2 separate regions of the Gossypium hirsutum genome follow, and region 2 is linked to region 1. A link is a contact called in public Hi-C data. All regions are on one chromosome and are shown on one strand. Each heading gives the region's core, a stretch centred on a gene start, on an enhancer-like site or on the middle of the called end of the contact. The rest is flanking DNA. Distances are from core to core; before and after follow the strand shown.

Region 1 (4,179 bases), core at 1,136-3,635:
TGCTCCTCAACCGGTTCTTGAGGTACCATAAGGTGCTGAACCTGTTAGAATTGGTAAACCTACAATAGATAAAATCTGCAAACATGGGGTGGAAGAATTTAGAGCTACTACAGATGATGATCTAAAAAGGGCTGAGTTTTGGCTAGAAAATACCATCCAAGTTTTTGATGAATTATTCTGTACACCTGTTGAGTGTCTGAAATGTGCAGTATCTTTACTGAAGGATACAACTTATCATTGGTGGAATACCATAACTACAGTGGTACTGAGAGAGAATGTTACATGGGAATTCTTCCAGGCTGAATTCAGAAAGAAATATGTTAGTTAGAGATTCATGGATCAAAAAAAGAAAGAATTTCTAGAGCTCAAGCAAGGAAATATGAATGTATCTGAGTATGAACGAGAATTTGTTTAGTTGAGCAAATATGCTCGAGAATGAGTTCTAACAGAGGCTGAGATGTGTAAACATTTTGAAAAGGGTTTAAATAAAGACATCAAATTGTTAATTGGAATTCTCGAAATAAGGGAATTTATGGTGTTAGCCAGTCGAGCACACAAAACTGAGGAATTGAGTAAAGAAAAGAGACGAATTGAAAAAGAGGCTCGGGTTTCTAGAAAAAGAACTATGAGTAAGTCACAGTCATTTGCTTCTAAGAAATTAAAGAAGTATTATGCTCGTATTACCACCTCTACGGGATATTCTGGAAGAGAGCGAGGCTCTCAGCGTTCTTAACTCAAGGTCTTCATCTCCATCTGTGACCAGTGTGGGTAGTTTTGGTAATCCCAAATCGAAATGTAAACATTGTAACAAATTTAATTTTGGAGAATGTCAGTCTAGAAGTGGAGCTTTTTTCGGATGTGGTTCACTTGACCATTTTCTTAGAGATGTCCCGAAAGAGTTGAAAAAGAAATAGAACTAGCTCCACATCTTAGTAATCCTATTTCGATATGTAGACCACCCCGTCACCTTGGCAATATTAGTGGTAGTTGAGGTACTACCAGGGATACAACAGTTAGATCTGAGACACGAGTACCTGCAAGAACATATGCTATTCGTGTTAGAGAAGATGCCTCTACACCAGACGTCATTATTGGCACATTTTCTCTACTTGATACTGATATTACGGCATTGATTGATCCTGGTTCCACACATTCATACATATGCACGAACGTAGTGTTTGTTAAAAATTTACCTGTTAGATTCATTGAATTTGTGGTTAAAGTTTCAAACCCCTGGGCTAGTGTGTTATGGTGGATAAAGTCTGTAAAAACTGTCAATTGATGGTAAAAGGTTATTGCATTTCAACTAACTTGATGTTATTACCATTTGATGAATTTGATGTGATCTTGGGGATGGATTGGTTAACCCAATATGATGCAGTGGTGAACTGTAAATAGAAATATATTGTATTAAAATGTGAGAGTAGTGAATTACTTCATGTCGAATCTGATAAACTAGATGGATTACCTAATGTGATTTCAGCAATATCAGCACAGAAATTTGTTAGAAAAAGGGTATGACGCTTATCTTGCATATGTGTTGGATATTAAAGTATCTGAGTGTAACACCCTCTATCCGTGTCTGACGCCGAGACAGGGTACGAGGCATTACCGGACTTAAACACAGACAATCATGCAAACCGGATCATAAAATTTCATTCATATTTTAAAACATTCAATCACATGCACATAGTCCCTTATTTGGGTTTACGAAGACCAAAACATACTTTAGAAAGGGTTTGGGACTAAATCAAGAACTTTGGAAAGCTCTGGGAAAAAACTTAGAAATTTTTCCCATGAAACAGGGTCATACACCCATGTGGACATAGGGGCACGCCCATGTGCCATCAACATGCCTGTGTCCTCAGGCCATGTAACTCTCTGTTTATGACGCTAGGAAATAAATCGAACTACACGGTCAAGCCACACACCGGTGCGTTAGGCCGTGTCATCCACATGGCTGAGACACACGGCCGTGTCTCTGCCCGTGTGGCCAACACTTAAGCTATTTTCAAGCCTTTTATTGCCCTTAATCTCTTTCATACTTAAACATATCATAAACACTTGTTATAACATCATTTCAATGGTTAATCATTCTTTAATAAAACCCAATTAAAGCATTTGAATGTTGTCATACATGTGTTTTTCAATTTCTCATGTTACACCAAGTTAGACATTCCAATTCAAGTTCAATAGCCTTATCATATTGATAACCACTTTTACCAATTAACCACAATATTTTAGCCAACTCAGGTAATGTTTGGTTGGGTGTAATAGGAATAAATTACAGCCGATTCAATGGGCCCACCACCAAACCAACGTTTGGTTGCCGGTAATGGCTATTACATGCTGAATGGAATTAGCTTCTATTACAGTACGACCCGTAATAGCAATTCAAGGGCTTGGGGTTTGATTAGCTATTCAAAGGCACAGGTAATAACATTTTTCCCTATTTTGGACCAAAATATCCTGTCTCTCATCTTTATCTTCGTCGTTTTCACTTTCACACTTCAGACAATTTCTTTGTAAACATTTTTCCCAAAGTAAACCCTATAGAAATTGGATCCTTAATCGATGACAAATCAAGCTTCATTCACTATCTTCATCTTCCTTCCTTTGAACCTCCTTATTTACGGTAAGTGATGGCCTTTGATTCCTTTTTTTTCCTCTGATTTTGTTAGTTAAAGTTCTTTTTTGGTCTCACTTTGATCCTTCTCGGTTTTTTCATTAGATCCTCATAATTTTTGTGTTCCTTTTTCTGGGTTTCTAGAATTTGATTTGGTTGCTGAATTGTTTTGGGTTTTAATGAATCAAAAGCTTCAGTAAATTATTTTAAAGTGTTCTTAGTTTGTTTGTGTGAATTATGTAAAAGTTTCATGCTTAATTTTTTTTTAATTTTTGTTTCATGATTTAAGTGGTTGTGCTATGGTGTTACTCCTTTCTAGCTGCTGTTGTATTTGCTGCCTTGAAGCTCGCCAGTCGCCACTGTCGTCTCCAACTGCCGCTATCAGCGTCGAGTTCAGGTGAGGCTATGCTGCCCTTTTTTTACCAACTTTTTGTTTGTTTGTTTGTTTGTGTAGCTTGGGTTGTAAAATGTTAACAAATGCTCTTTCTTTCATTCTTCTTGTTTTTCTTCCTTCACACCATTCTCCCACCATCGTCAGCTTTCTTATTGAGGTCACATTCCATCGAATACCCTAACCAATCAAGATCCCATGGCTACACCATTACCAATTCCACCTAAACTCGCTTACAGCTGAAAGCTCTGACCTTTACTGCTTCGCTTGCCATGTTTACTTCTTTTCTCATTTTCCTCTTATTATTCCTATCTCCCGATTTTTCTTTAAATTTGTGCTTCATACTGAGCTTTTTATATGATCTCTCATAAAAGGGTTAAGTATTACATTTGCTCAATCTATTCTGAGTATCTATGGATGCTACTTGCGTCTGTATGAATGTAAAAACAAAATGGAATTCGATTTTGTTTTGTTATGTTTGGAGTAAGAAATGTTAACTTTGTTCATTTTCTGATTCTTTTGCTTTTTTATGTGTTGTTAATTATTTTGGAGTTGCAGAATTCTCACCGTAAATAAGTGCAAAAGTCTGTAATAGAAATTTGATAAATATGTATTGTTCACTTTTCACAATCTTCCTAACTGCTCATATGCTTTAGTGAGCTACAATAACAGAAAATTAACTAAAATAATTGTTCCCCCTAAAACTACAGCTAGAGCTTCGTGATGTTGACAGTGGAAACAAAGTAAGTTTACGCTTCGGCCCTGAGGAGCCTATTGAAAGTATACATCTTAACTTGTTGAATTGTTTACCCAGTTTGCTTAAGTTTAAGTATTTGTGGGCTATGGTTATGGTATTGCATTGAGCTTGAACATCAAATATGACTTAAGATTCTGCTACAAGATCAATGAGTTATATTCCTTTTATATTGTTTTACAGGCCTGAGACATTTGACCAACTGCAAGTACTATTGGACTTATCGGCAAGTCTGCTGCTTACCTAAAAGGTTGAAAAAATTAAGACTGGACTTGTTATGCACTTGGTCTGCTGGAAGTAATTTTAATTCTCCTTTTATAACTTTTACCTCTGTTTTCTGTTATGGAGTTGACACTTCTATTACTACAGTCACTAATTATCCTTGCACTCGTCTTCATCATTATTAAG
Region 2 (4,179 bases), core at 1,042-3,541, 200 kb before region 1:
AGGCAAGAAATACAAAGGGAGACTCCATGGATGAGGAAACAATGTTTCAAACTGCAAAAAGGGAGATTCCAAACACAAGAAATCTCACTCAATAAAATAATTGAACGCTAAGATAATGTGCACATCACAACACCAGTTAACCAGTAAACAGGCATGACTTGCATACCTATAACATCAAACAATTACATCCACCCTAAACAAAATTATGGAGTATAAACAACCATAAATAGATCACCAAATTCAAGCCCCCTTGCAATGTAATGGAACTACATAAATATAACAACACTGGTTCACTAGTAAACTGCTTAAACATATTTTATGATTTGCAAACCAAGGGTACCTTCTACACACCCTAACTATGAAACATAAACAACTATCAATAGATTACTATATTCAAGTCCTTTTACAACGAAATGGAACTACAAACAATCTATAAATCAAGAAATCCACACGAAAGTCTACCTTCAAAGTACATGTAAACACCATCCTTTCTGCGCCAGGGCTTGCGCTGTCTCACAATGACAGCAGGCAAGACCTTCTTCCTAAGATCAGGCTTCCCTTTCTTGACAGTAGCCATTACCATATCTCCAACACAAGCTGATGGCAATCGGTTAAGACGGCCCTTGATTCCCTTCACCGAAATGATGTATAAGTTCTTAGCGCCAGTGTTATCAGCACAGTTCACTGTAGCTGCCACTGGCAGACCCAGTGACATCCTAAACTTGTTACCAGCTGAACCTCCACGCCCTAATAAAAATATCACAACTTTATCAACTATCAAACAGCTTATGAGACATAAACAATACCCCAAACAAAGAGATTTCTGTAGGAAATAAAGAAAACAAAATAAATAAAATCTGGGTTTTGTTTATAGAATTATGAAAGAAAATATAAAAGGTGGATCTTGTCTTCATTTGGCTTGCTCTTTTTTTTTTCTCGGGAAACAAACGGAAAGAGAGAAATATACAAACTAACCTCGCTTCGACATTTTCGACGGCTGGAGAGAAACAGAAAGCAAGGACTAGGGAGATTTGAGCTTTATATAGATGGTGTAGTTAGGGTTTCTTTGGGTTTTGCATTTCAGGTGACTGAACTGTTCCCGATGGGCATGAAATTGGGCCTGCCCATAACCTTGGGCATCCACCTAATAGATTTGAGAAATTCAATTATATTTGATTAATAAATAGTAAAATCAATTTTAGAATGTCTTTGATAAATTATTAAAAATATATATTTTATTGAGAACATTTAATTTTTTTAATGGTGATTAATAATAATAATATTAAAATTTTACTTAATATATAATTTTTTAAAAACTGCTAATATGATAAATAAGTAGATAGATAACTACTTACAAATGTAACGTTGAAAATATTATGTTTAATTCTTTTATAATAAATCATGATCCCTCATATTATTTATAGATAAAAATAATTAATTTTTTAGTGCATTAATTTTAAATAAAAATAATTTTTTAATATTTCCCAGTGTTCACGAAAATACTAAAAATATGATTGAATCATTGATCAAATTAATTCGAAGATATTACCTCGTTTAAAAATATATATATACACAAAAAAATTCAACTAAATATTCTAATTTTTAGTTTTGAAATTATAATAAAATTTAATGCCTCAACGGAAACACTACCACATTCCGTCAAATACATTGTCGATACTTTTTTCTTTTGTTTCTAAAAAGCAATTTTAATTTTCTCAGATCTAAATTAAAATTAGATATTAAATAGAGAATTAAAATAGCTAAAAATGGTAAGAATGCACCGAGCTACCCGCGTGTACCATCTAACCCGTTTCCCTGAAATGCAAACAAACAAAAAAAGTTAGAGAAGAAACTTAAAATTACAGGGCCTAAAGTGCGGTTTACCTCCAAAAAGGTTGATGGACTAATGCTGGAATTTCCTCTGTCTTCCCTTTTCTCGTGTAGAAACTGCCAAAAGTTTTTTCTTTAACAATTTGCCCTTTTTCTTTTTCCTTTTATTTTCTCTCTTCTTTTTTCTCCTTTTTCTTCTTCTAGTAGCCCTAGTTGCCGCCTTCACACCGCCTCACTACGGTTCTGTCACTAGCACACCATCGCACCAAAATGCTCCTCTCTATCTCCTCTCCTCAAGTTCCCTCTAATTTTCTAAAAGAACTTCTAAAAAAATCTCAAAATCAACCTAAAAGCTTTTTAATCTTCACGCTTTTCGAGCTCCATCATCCAACGAGCCACAATTTTTGGTATATTCTTCTCAACGACGCCTCCCCCCTTACCGTTCGGATTCACGAATGGAGTCCCCAAGTTATGGCTTCATTATTATTATTATTTTTAACTTTGATGTTGTTTGATAAACTGAAAAAATCAAATACTAAAAAAATTTAGTGTTAAAAAATTAAATATAAAAAATATAAATATTAAATTTAAATTATAAAATTCGTTTTAATCAAATGGATGAACTAGTGATGGTAATAATGGAGTTGGGAACCCCAATAAATGATCTAAGAGAATGATGGTGAAAAAGGCCCAAACTTAGTTTTGATTTAAAATCAACTCCCTTTCAAAAGGTCCAAAAACAAGCCCATAATTGATTTTATAAAATGAATTCAGTTAAACCTAAATTTAATCAAACTTAAAAAAGACTTTATTATTTGTGATCTTTTTCAAGTAAATTCATCAAATGTAAATAAGTCAATAAATTAAGGATTTTGTGAACTTTTAAAATTAACAATTAAACTTGAATTAAATCAAATTTAACGTTTTGGGCTCAAATATCTGTTATGCACACATCTAGAAAATATGAGAAATGTTCTTTATGCTTTTGCAATAGGAAGTCTCATGTATGTTATGTTATGCATACGTCCATATATCTATTTGGTAGTAGGGTTGATGAGTCGATATCAGACGAATCCCGGTCCAAGACACTAGTAAGCAATTAAGGATATACTCAAGTATTTATGGAGAATGAGGGATTATATGCTTGTGTATTTTGGAAGAGATCTTATTCCTATCGGATATACTGATTCTGTGTCTGTGACATGTGAATTTATATCTGCGAAATTTCTGTGATTTAATTTGTCTGTTTCTATGCTTAATTATGAAAAAGGACTTAATCGAAGTGAATGCAAAAGTAGCTTTCTATTTGATTAAGTGCCTAATTGATTTGTCTTGTTAAATATGAGGTCTTTAAGATGCAATTAGACCATTGTTATATGATATGGACAATTATTGACATTAGTGGATGGAAATTAATGTTTTATTAACAATGTTAAAAAGGTAAAAAGCGTATAAATGATATATTAAATAAAAACAAACATTTTTAATATAAACATGAAATGTGTCCATAATAGGTTGTTCTTGCCGAAAATTAAAGGAAAAAAGAAAGAAATAAGCTTATTTAAGGTTCGGCCCTTGTTCATCTTGATTAAGGTATGAATTTTTGACCGTTTTTAATAATTTCTACGTTTCTGTGATCGTTGTTTCGTGTTCTTCAGAGCCCATGTCTGAATTTCTGTTTCTGTTAAAGATTTCATGAAATGCCATTGTTGATATCATGAGTTTTGTGATGTTTTTGAATGAATCATAAAGGCTTGGTAGATGACTTATAAATTTTGTCTTTGAAATTTTGATGAAATAGAGCTATTTGGGTTAATTTTTGAAAATGAGGTTTTGAAATACTAAATTGTGAAGTAAATATGTTATTTGGGCTTGTATGGAAACCATGTATATTCGGCCAAGCTATAGTCTTGGTGAATTTTTGCATATTTGTGATTTTGTGAAAAATAGACTAAATTGTCAAAGTGTGAAAATGTAAGGGCTAAAATGAAAAGTGCCCTAAATATGTGTTCATGGATTATTTTGAGTGAAATGAATGATTGAATGGTTGAATTTGAATTGTATTAGATCAAGAACAAAGAAAATCAGACTTAGATCGAGGGAAGTCCAAAAATAGTTGAATTGTCGACTCATTCAATCTGAAATCCGTACGAGGTAAGTCAAATTACAATTACGTGTTAAACTGATTAAATTCTACATATACAAACTTTAATTTGTATTGGATGGCCTTGAGAGCCTGATGAATACCTTTTGAGTAAATTCTGTTAATATGTTGGTGTTTGAAAAGCTCTGTATACTTCTAAAGGAACATTGACAACTATCTGAGATATCGTGTAAGACCGTGTCTGG

What was found. Hi-C and Micro-C count contacts between places; a contact is called where the count stands out from the background.
Region 2: a contact with region 1 is called in a Hi-C map of leaf, with 1.9 times the contacts expected there. The contact joins the promoter of LOC107897738 here to the promoter of LOC107897734 in region 1. A contact is called at or near these places in 2 of 34 Hi-C or Micro-C datasets (callus and leaf).

Annotation. Positions count from the first base shown.
Region 1 is chrA10:26,562,500-26,566,678 of Gossypium_hirsutum_v2.1, reverse strand. It overlaps LOC107897734, which reads left to right and starts at 2,385. Exons shown (of 6, transcript XR_005903582.1): 1 at 2,385-2,635; 2 at 2,916-3,023; 3 at 3,955-4,068.
Region 2 is chrA10:26,766,057-26,770,235 of Gossypium_hirsutum_v2.1, reverse strand. LOC107897738 (60S ribosomal protein L23) reads right to left here and starts at 2,291. Exons shown (of 6, transcript XM_016823301.2): 1 at 1,885-2,291; 2 at 1,790-1,815; 3 at 976-1,144; 4 at 463-747. The coding sequence starts at 988.